Regions from separate parts of the Mus musculus genome. Here region 1 is linked to region 2. The links are chromatin contacts, called in public Hi-C maps. All regions are on one chromosome and are shown on one strand. The core of a region is the stretch at or near the end of the contact, and the rest is flanking DNA. Distances in the headings are between cores, read along the strand shown. Region 1 has its middle 18 kb from the start of Gm21859. Region 2 overlaps Gm4262 (predicted gene 4262).

Region 1 (3,567 bases), core at 969-3,468, 120 kb before region 2:
TGTGCAAAGAGGTCACCATCATGTCAGCATGCAACAGAAACCATGGCAGATTCTAGACATCAAAAGCAAGTGTCTCTCAGCACCACTGAGTTCCCAGAGCGTCTCTACAAGGATCTCAGTGGTGCTGACCATGGTTATAATCCAGGGAGATTCCTTTGCAGTTCTGAGTTCAGGGGCAGAAAAACACATGTTTAAGTTGCTATATTGGGGGCAATATGTAACCCAGCAAGAGGAAACACAATGATCAATTATTCACTCAACACCCACAAGGCAGCTGCTGGAAGACACCAGGCACCATAGCTGGTTGATTTCTTGTCTTCATGTCTGTACTGATGGAGAACTCTGACAGTTGACTTTAAGATAAAAGCAAACATGGTTTCTTGGAATTGATGGAAGGAAAGGAATCAGCTAGGGAGGAAAATGTGTGTGACGAAACCTTCTGTTCTTGGTTGCAGTGTTGGCCAGAGCCCAGAGCCTAGGCAATGTTTCTGCCATAGAGTCGCCTCCCCACCAAGGCGCAGCTCTGGGCAGAGAAGAGATCAGAATGACTGTAAATGGAGGCGTCTCCAGCCTTGTTCCTGGCCAGATGTTCTCAGCTAGAGTTTGAGTCTATGTGGGGGCCAGGCCTTCTGATTTTTCTTTTCTTATAAACAACAGAAACCCAGGATTTGTCTAAAATCTTCCAGTTCTCAGAATAAGCAGGCCATAAAAGCACACATGTGGCTGTATTTGGCCTGGAGCATCACTCAGAAATCTCTGGCTAAGGAAGCCATAAAGGCCACTGGGAGCCACACCTGCAGTGTCTGGCTTGGTATTCTGTTCTGTTTCTGTGAGACCCCAACTCAGAGCGTTTCTCCGTGGGAGGTAAAGCCCCTGGATGTTCCCCCAAGTCTGTTTTTCCCGATCTCTGGGGATACAGCCAGAAAGAAGCTCTTTGTTCTCTATAGACAGCAAAAAGCCTTTTTGTTTCTATACTTACAACCAGAGATGCGATAATTGTAAAAAGACCTATCCAGGCGCTTGCCTGGCTCCCTGAGCCAAGGACACGGAGATAGACCTGGAGAGGAGCTGCAGCTCACTCCCCATCCCTCGCCAGAGAGGAGCTGCAGCCAACTCTCTTCCCAACTCCTCCCAATTCCTCACTTTTCCTTTAAAAGCCCCCTACTGTTACTGCTGGGGGTCAAACTCCCCTGCCCTGCATGACAGAAGGAGTTCCTCCTCAGCTAGCTGATAATAAAGACTCTTGCAGTTTGCATCAGGTGTGGTTTTCTCTCGAGTCATTGGAGTGCTGGCCAGCTCATCCCAGGACTTGAACGGAGGTCCAGCTTCAGGGGTCTTACATTTCCCCTTGGACATTACTGGCCAGCATCTGGAGGAGCCACTGCCAGCCCCCGAGATTATGGGGAAGTGAAGTCCTGGGATGGGATGCTCATCCCACTGCATGCTTGGCTTCATCTTCCTTCCTAGAGAAGAGAAGCACTATTTTATTCTGTGTGCACACAGTCGGTGTTCAATAAATGCTTGTTGGAGGTTGTGGTGATCTCTCCTGAGCGGGTCAGGAGTCTAATGAGGGCCTGGTAAACATGTCACGTGCTTAGGACCAGTTACTCTCTGAGCTATGGCCACTATGGAAAAACAGACACACTGCCCACTCCACAAGAAAGGGAGCTGAGGCCCAGGGACATGGGCCATGTGAGGCTAGGGTGTATGTGCCAAGACTGCAAATCAAAGGCCACAGGCCAGTGCAGCCTGTATTGTCCTGGCTGGTCTGGAATTTGACCAGGTGAGCTACATACTCTCAGAGGTCCTCCTGACCCCGCCATCTGCTATTTGTATATTTAGTCCTGTGTCTCTAGGTATGAATACAGGTGCCTGTAGAGGCTGGAAGAGGCCATCAGATGCCTCAAGCTGGAGTTAAGGGTGGTTATGGGTGCTGGGAATTGAACTAGGGTCCTCTGAATGAACACCAAGTGTTCTTAATTGCTGAGCCATCCCTCCAGTCCCATAAAGTTTTATTTGGATATAGTTGCACATACTCACTAAGCAATTACTTCTGTACTTGCACACTGAGTAAGGACATGAAGTCACTGTGACAGAGACCACGAACCCACAGGCCTGAAAGAGACACTGCTATTTCTGCAGGCTAGCGAACTATAAATAGCATCAAGCTGACTGACTTACAATGACGCCTTAAGCAATTATTATATACCACACCCCTTGAAATTGGAGAAGTCATGGTTCCTAGGGAAGCCCCTGGGAGCACTACAACCGGCAGAGCAGACTGGAGAGGCAATCATGCAAACGTAAGTAGACCATGTCACATAGAGGCTCAGAGCTGAACTGGGAATAGAGAGGTGGGGGGATAAGGTGGGGAGTGTGTGGGTGTGGGGAGTGGCGAAATCATTTAAGGAGACAAGAGGTGTGAATTTACTCTCTATAGATGGCAGAAGGAAACTGAAGCTGAAGGAGCAGTGGCAGCTCCAACTGCAGGATGTGCCAAGGACCTGAGGCAGGAAAGATTCAGGAAGGCAGTAGAGGACCTGGATGAAGCAGCTGTGGCAGCAGAACTGGGCTTGCCATCCCAAGGCAAGCTGTGAGTTCTTGGGGCAGGGCTATAACAAACCATGCTAGCATCTTGTAACGTTCCCTATGGCTGCCAAGCAGACTGTAGCATGAGACACAGAGGGAGGCAAAGATTCCAGGCAGAAAAACATCATGCTAGTCTGGATCAGAGGTGATAAAACTGAACACGGACAATTGGGGTGGGAAGGTTACTCACATTTCGAGGATTCCAAGCCACCAGGCATCCCTCCAGGCTCTGGGAAAGAACCCTATGGTCATTGACCTCTGTGTGTGTGTGTGTGTGTCTGTGTATATGTGTGTGTGTGTGTCTGTGTATATGTGTGTGTGTGTGTCTGTGTATATGTGTGTGTGTGTCTGTCTGTGTGCCTGTGTCTGTGTGTGAGTGTCTGTGTGTGTCTGTGTGCCTGTGTCTGTGTGTGTGTCAGGCCTGTGCAGACGAGGTGAGTGGGTGCTCTGTTCCCAGACATCTTCCCAACAGCCCACTCACATAGAGGTGTCCAGCCTGGCAGCCCAGCACCATAGTGTATAACCTCTCCTCTTGGCCATTCAGGACAGCCTTGGTCTCCAGAGAGTGATGCTAGCACAGTTTGTCCACTGTGAGGTCCCCTGTAAGAGGAGGCTCTGCAGGACCAGGAGGTGCCAGGGATGCTTGGGTGTGGAGAAAAGACAGACCACAGACATTAAAGCAGCTGGCAAGATCAGGGGACAGCTATGTCCTCCACTCGGAGGTTGTCCTAAAGTCACAGAGAGTGTGACACTGGAGGGCACTCAGCAGCCCTGTGCTCCAAGAGCTGCCAATCAAAGCCTGACATGGGGCCAGGGAGATGGCGAAGTGGTTAAAACACTTGCCACCAGTGTAAAGACCAGAGTGCAGATCCCCAAACCCACATAAATACCCTGTGGATATGGTGACTCATTTCTAGTCTAGCCTTGGAAGGGACAGGTGGAATCTCCAATGCAAACAGATGTATTGGTGAGTTCTGG
Region 2 (3,703 bases), core at 894-3,393:
AATGAGGCAGTCCAGGTCCCCTGAGCTCCCAGTCCATACTAGATGTTCCTGCCCTCAGTCCCCCTTTATAAAGTCTTTATAAATCTTCAGTCACCGTAACTAAAGTTGATCCGACTGACAAGCGGTCCTCATTCACTGTACCCAAGGGGCTTCTGAACCCCCCCCCCCCGTTTGATGTCTCTGCATCCACCTCAGGCCTTGATCCATTGCATGTGTACCCTCCTTTGGCCCCTACATGGCTGCTCTTGAGGACAGTGCTGTCAGCTCCAGCCTGTTATTCTGACCCACAGGAGAACAACTCTAGCCCTTTAGGCCTTTGAGGGCTCTGTTTCCAACATTAAACTGGTGAAAAAAAAATCTCAAAATTGATTCTGCTGTTCTTTTTGCTCTGGCTGCTAGAAAGCTCTAAACCTACCACACAACCCAGTGTACATTAACCTGGGTATCAGCTGTGCTGGTTTGAAATTCTTTGCCTTTATTAGTTTTAACCACAGTTTCTTCCTTTCCCATTGATTTTGTCAGTAAATTACATCAAGTCCCTGTCAGGAAGTGGCAAGAGGGTAAGTCCACAGGTCACGGACACATTACAAGCTCCCAACCTGGGCACAGTTCACAAGTCTGGGTCAGGCCCCTTTTTACTGTCAGGTAGCCAGTGGTTAGGGAGTGTTTGTCCCTGGCCTTTAGCTGATAGTTGCCACATGCTGTCATGGTGACCCAAGATGTTTCTGAGTGACGCCTAGGAACCTCCAGAAGCAAAAGCCTGGGCCAGCTGAAGACAGGGGACTGACACAGCACTGCTGGCCCTGAGCAGGGAGCCTCCAGCTGAAGCCACAGCCAATGTCACTACACGGTGGCCCCTCCAGGTTTCTCGACCCAGAACTCTCCCTGTCCTGCCACTCACAGAAACCCCAGGCACCAGAAGGGAGCAACTAAAAGGACCCGGTATCCTTTGTGAGATAGAGCATCCTGGAGATGGACTGGGGAGCTAGCTGTGCCACCCTGAAAAGCAATTGGCTATCTATTCATCTTTGCAAAACAGCAAGACAATTTTATTTGGAACTAAGCAATAGTACAGATTAAAGAAAGATTGGTAACAGACCATGTCAGGGAGGATACTCAAGTGCTTGCTGTCATTTTAAATGGGTGAATTGTAGCTCAATAAAGCTATAGTGTTTTCTCTTTGCTAATAGGATAAGGAGGTGGAAGATGATCCCAGGGCACTGGCTGACCACAGGTGAGCCTTGACTTCTCTGTCTGTAGATGGGCATGAAGTGGTTCTTTGGTCTAGAAGATAGGGTTGGGGTGAGGAGTGTCCTGCCAGAGCCAGCCTGAGATGTCTGTGGAGCTGGGGGTCCAGCTTCTGCGTGTGTCCTCTCTGCTTCCCCTTTCTTTGCCTGAATTCCGCCAAGGCTGGTTTCAGGAAGGAGGCAACCCCGAAGTCAGAACCCTAACCACCTTGTCCTAGAAAGGACACTAAAGCCTTTCCTGTGTCTGAGCGCCAGGCCCTGATTCATGCTCCAGACCTGAATGTGGCCTGCCATTTCTGGTATTAAGACAACAGGCATTGTGAGGCATACCTGTAACCCTAGCACTCAGAAGACCGATTCAGAAGGTGGCTGTGAGTTTGAGGGATGGGCTAGAGTGAGATCAGCCAGGGCTACCCAGCAAAATCTTGTCTCTAAAAACTACCTATCTGATTAGATAAATAGATGAATAAATGAATGAATGAACGAATGAATGAATGAACGAATGAATGAACGAAAGATGGCAAGTGGTCCTCCAAGTCTATTTCCACTGCTACTGTTGGCTTTGAGGATCTTAGGGAATACCACTAATGACTGCCACTAATCCTGCATGGTAATCCAGGCTGGCGGGGCTGTGTGGTAGGAACCCACAAAGAGGCGAGTGTGCAAGAAGCTGTGGTCATACAATGGCCCTTCAGAAGCTGGTCCCCGGGGAAAGCAGAGGATCTCAATCAACAAGGCCAAAGAAAGAAATGTCTGTCTCCAGTCAGGCCCCACCCCCACAGGCTCAGGGCCAAGAATGCAGCCAACATCTATTAAGTTTCTAAAATTATGCCTAGGCTGGGGCTGGGCACATCTGAGGATTGGAATAGGAAGTGGTAGATGAGTGGGCAGGCAGGAAACTTGCAACCCGGCCCCTCCAGCATCAGGTGAGTGCCTAGTTCCGGGTAGCAGGCAGGGAACGCCCACCTACAGATGTTACAGAAAACTAAAAGCCCTCTGTGGATGGTCATCCCAGAGAAGTTAACTCTGTCACTGCCCTCTCAGGTCATTGCAGCTTTCCACAGAACAGAGAAGGCATGGGAGGATGTCCTCTAGCTGCCCAATTGAAGGAAGATTTGAAAGAGAAAACAGTGTCAAAACCAGTGAGTGCAGGCAGGGTCACTCTGTCAGGTTGTACAGGTTGTAGATGGCAGGACTGAAAGGGGACACTTTTCTTGATAACACCCTTATCCAAGTGCCCAAACCTTCTGTCCCTCACTGAATCTAAGGTGGCAGCAAGCAGGTTCAGGGAGGTCCTCAGGATGCAGGGCAGTCTATTTCTTGGCATGTTGTGCAGTTCCGTTTGTTGCTGCTGCTGGTGCTGGTGTGTATGTAATCATTTTTTCCTGTGGTTAAGGTTTTAGGGTGCATACATGTTATTAGACGCGTTCTCACGACCGGCCAGGAAGAACACCACAGACCAAAATCTTCTGCGGCAAAACTTTATTGCTTACATCTTCAGGAGCAGGAGTGCAAGAAGCAAGAGAGCAAGAAGCAAGAGAGCAAGAAGCAAGAGAGAGAGAAAAACGAAACCCCGTCCCTCTTAAGGAGCATTCTCCTTCGCCTCGGACGTGTCACTCCCTGATTGGCTGCAGCCCATCGGCCGAGTTGACGTCACGGGGAAGGCAGAGCACAAGTAGTCATAAGATACCCTTGGCACATGCGCAGATTATTTGTTTACCACTTAGAACACAGCTGTCAGCGCCATCTTGTAACGGCGAATGTGGGCGCGGCTCCCAACACATACAGAGCAAAGGTGCTTCACTTCTGAGCGCCATCACACCTGTTCTCATTTGTTCCCCTCCCTCGCTGAGCCCACCCCTCCACCAAGTCCCTTTCTTCTTCCACACAGTGTCCCCTCTACAATCCATCACCCTGCCACCCCCTTTCCTTGAGAGCTCTTTCCTCTTTTTTCCCTTTTCCCAGCCAGCAAACACACATGTATAAGTAGAGACATAAGTGCACACATATAGATAGGCATACATGTACACATTTATGATAGGGATATGTGCAAACATGTCGATACACATGCACACATGTAGAGAAAAATATACATGCACATATATAGACATATACACACCCATATACAGAGAGGCATACGTGCTCACATATAAATAGACATGCACATATATTTAGATATAGATAGAGACATACATGCATACTTGCTTTGTAGATCAGGCTGGCCTCAAGCTCACAAAGATCTGCTTGCCTCTGCCTCCTAAATGCTGGGATTAAAGGGATGTGCCACTACCGCCCAGCTTCACCAAGTCTTCTTTTCAGGAATTCACTGAAACATCTTATGAAAACTCACACCAGTGTCTTCCTTCAGAGAACCCAGGCTCCAGCTGTGGCTACCACATAAGGGTTTTTAATACAAGAAAAATAAAGTAATTAAGTCTGAAAAAATAGATAGGTGC

What was found. Hi-C and Micro-C count contacts between places; a contact is called where the count stands out from the background.
Region 1: a Hi-C map of bone marrow-derived macrophages shows a contact between it and region 2, with 41 read pairs. The contact joins two enhancer-like sites. A contact is called at or near these places in 1 of 39 promoter capture datasets (neural stem cells), 23 of 484 Hi-C or Micro-C datasets (CD4 single positive thymocytes, DN3 thymocytes, ECoMG-derived neutrophils and 18 more), 20 of 115 datasets of contacts at active chromatin or transcription factors (the 230-238 cell line, CD4 single positive thymocytes, the HPC-7 cell line and 13 more) and 2 of 9 other capture datasets (bone marrow-derived macrophages and liver).

The regions. Positions count from the first base shown.
Region 1 is chr16:10,895,338-10,898,904 of GRCm38.p6, forward strand. No RefSeq gene overlaps it. Among named protein-coding and RNA genes, the nearest start is that of Gm21859, 18 kb to the right of the region's middle. Within about 2 kb of position 2,219, at least 40 of the 459 cell types and tissues checked have an H3K27ac peak or open chromatin away from gene starts, as enhancers often do. A contact at or near this core is called in bone marrow-derived macrophages and erythroblasts, where this site is marked.
Region 2 is chr16:11,010,763-11,014,465 of GRCm38.p6, forward strand. Gm4262 (predicted gene 4262) reads left to right here. Exons shown (of 3, transcript NR_040518.1): 2 at 1,191-1,234; 3 at 2,644-3,703. Among named protein-coding and RNA genes, the nearest start is that of Gm4262, 3.7 kb to the left of the region's middle. Within about 2 kb of position 2,144, at least 148 of the 459 cell types and tissues checked have an H3K27ac peak or open chromatin away from gene starts, as enhancers often do. A contact at or near this core is called in bone marrow-derived macrophages and erythroblasts, where this site is marked.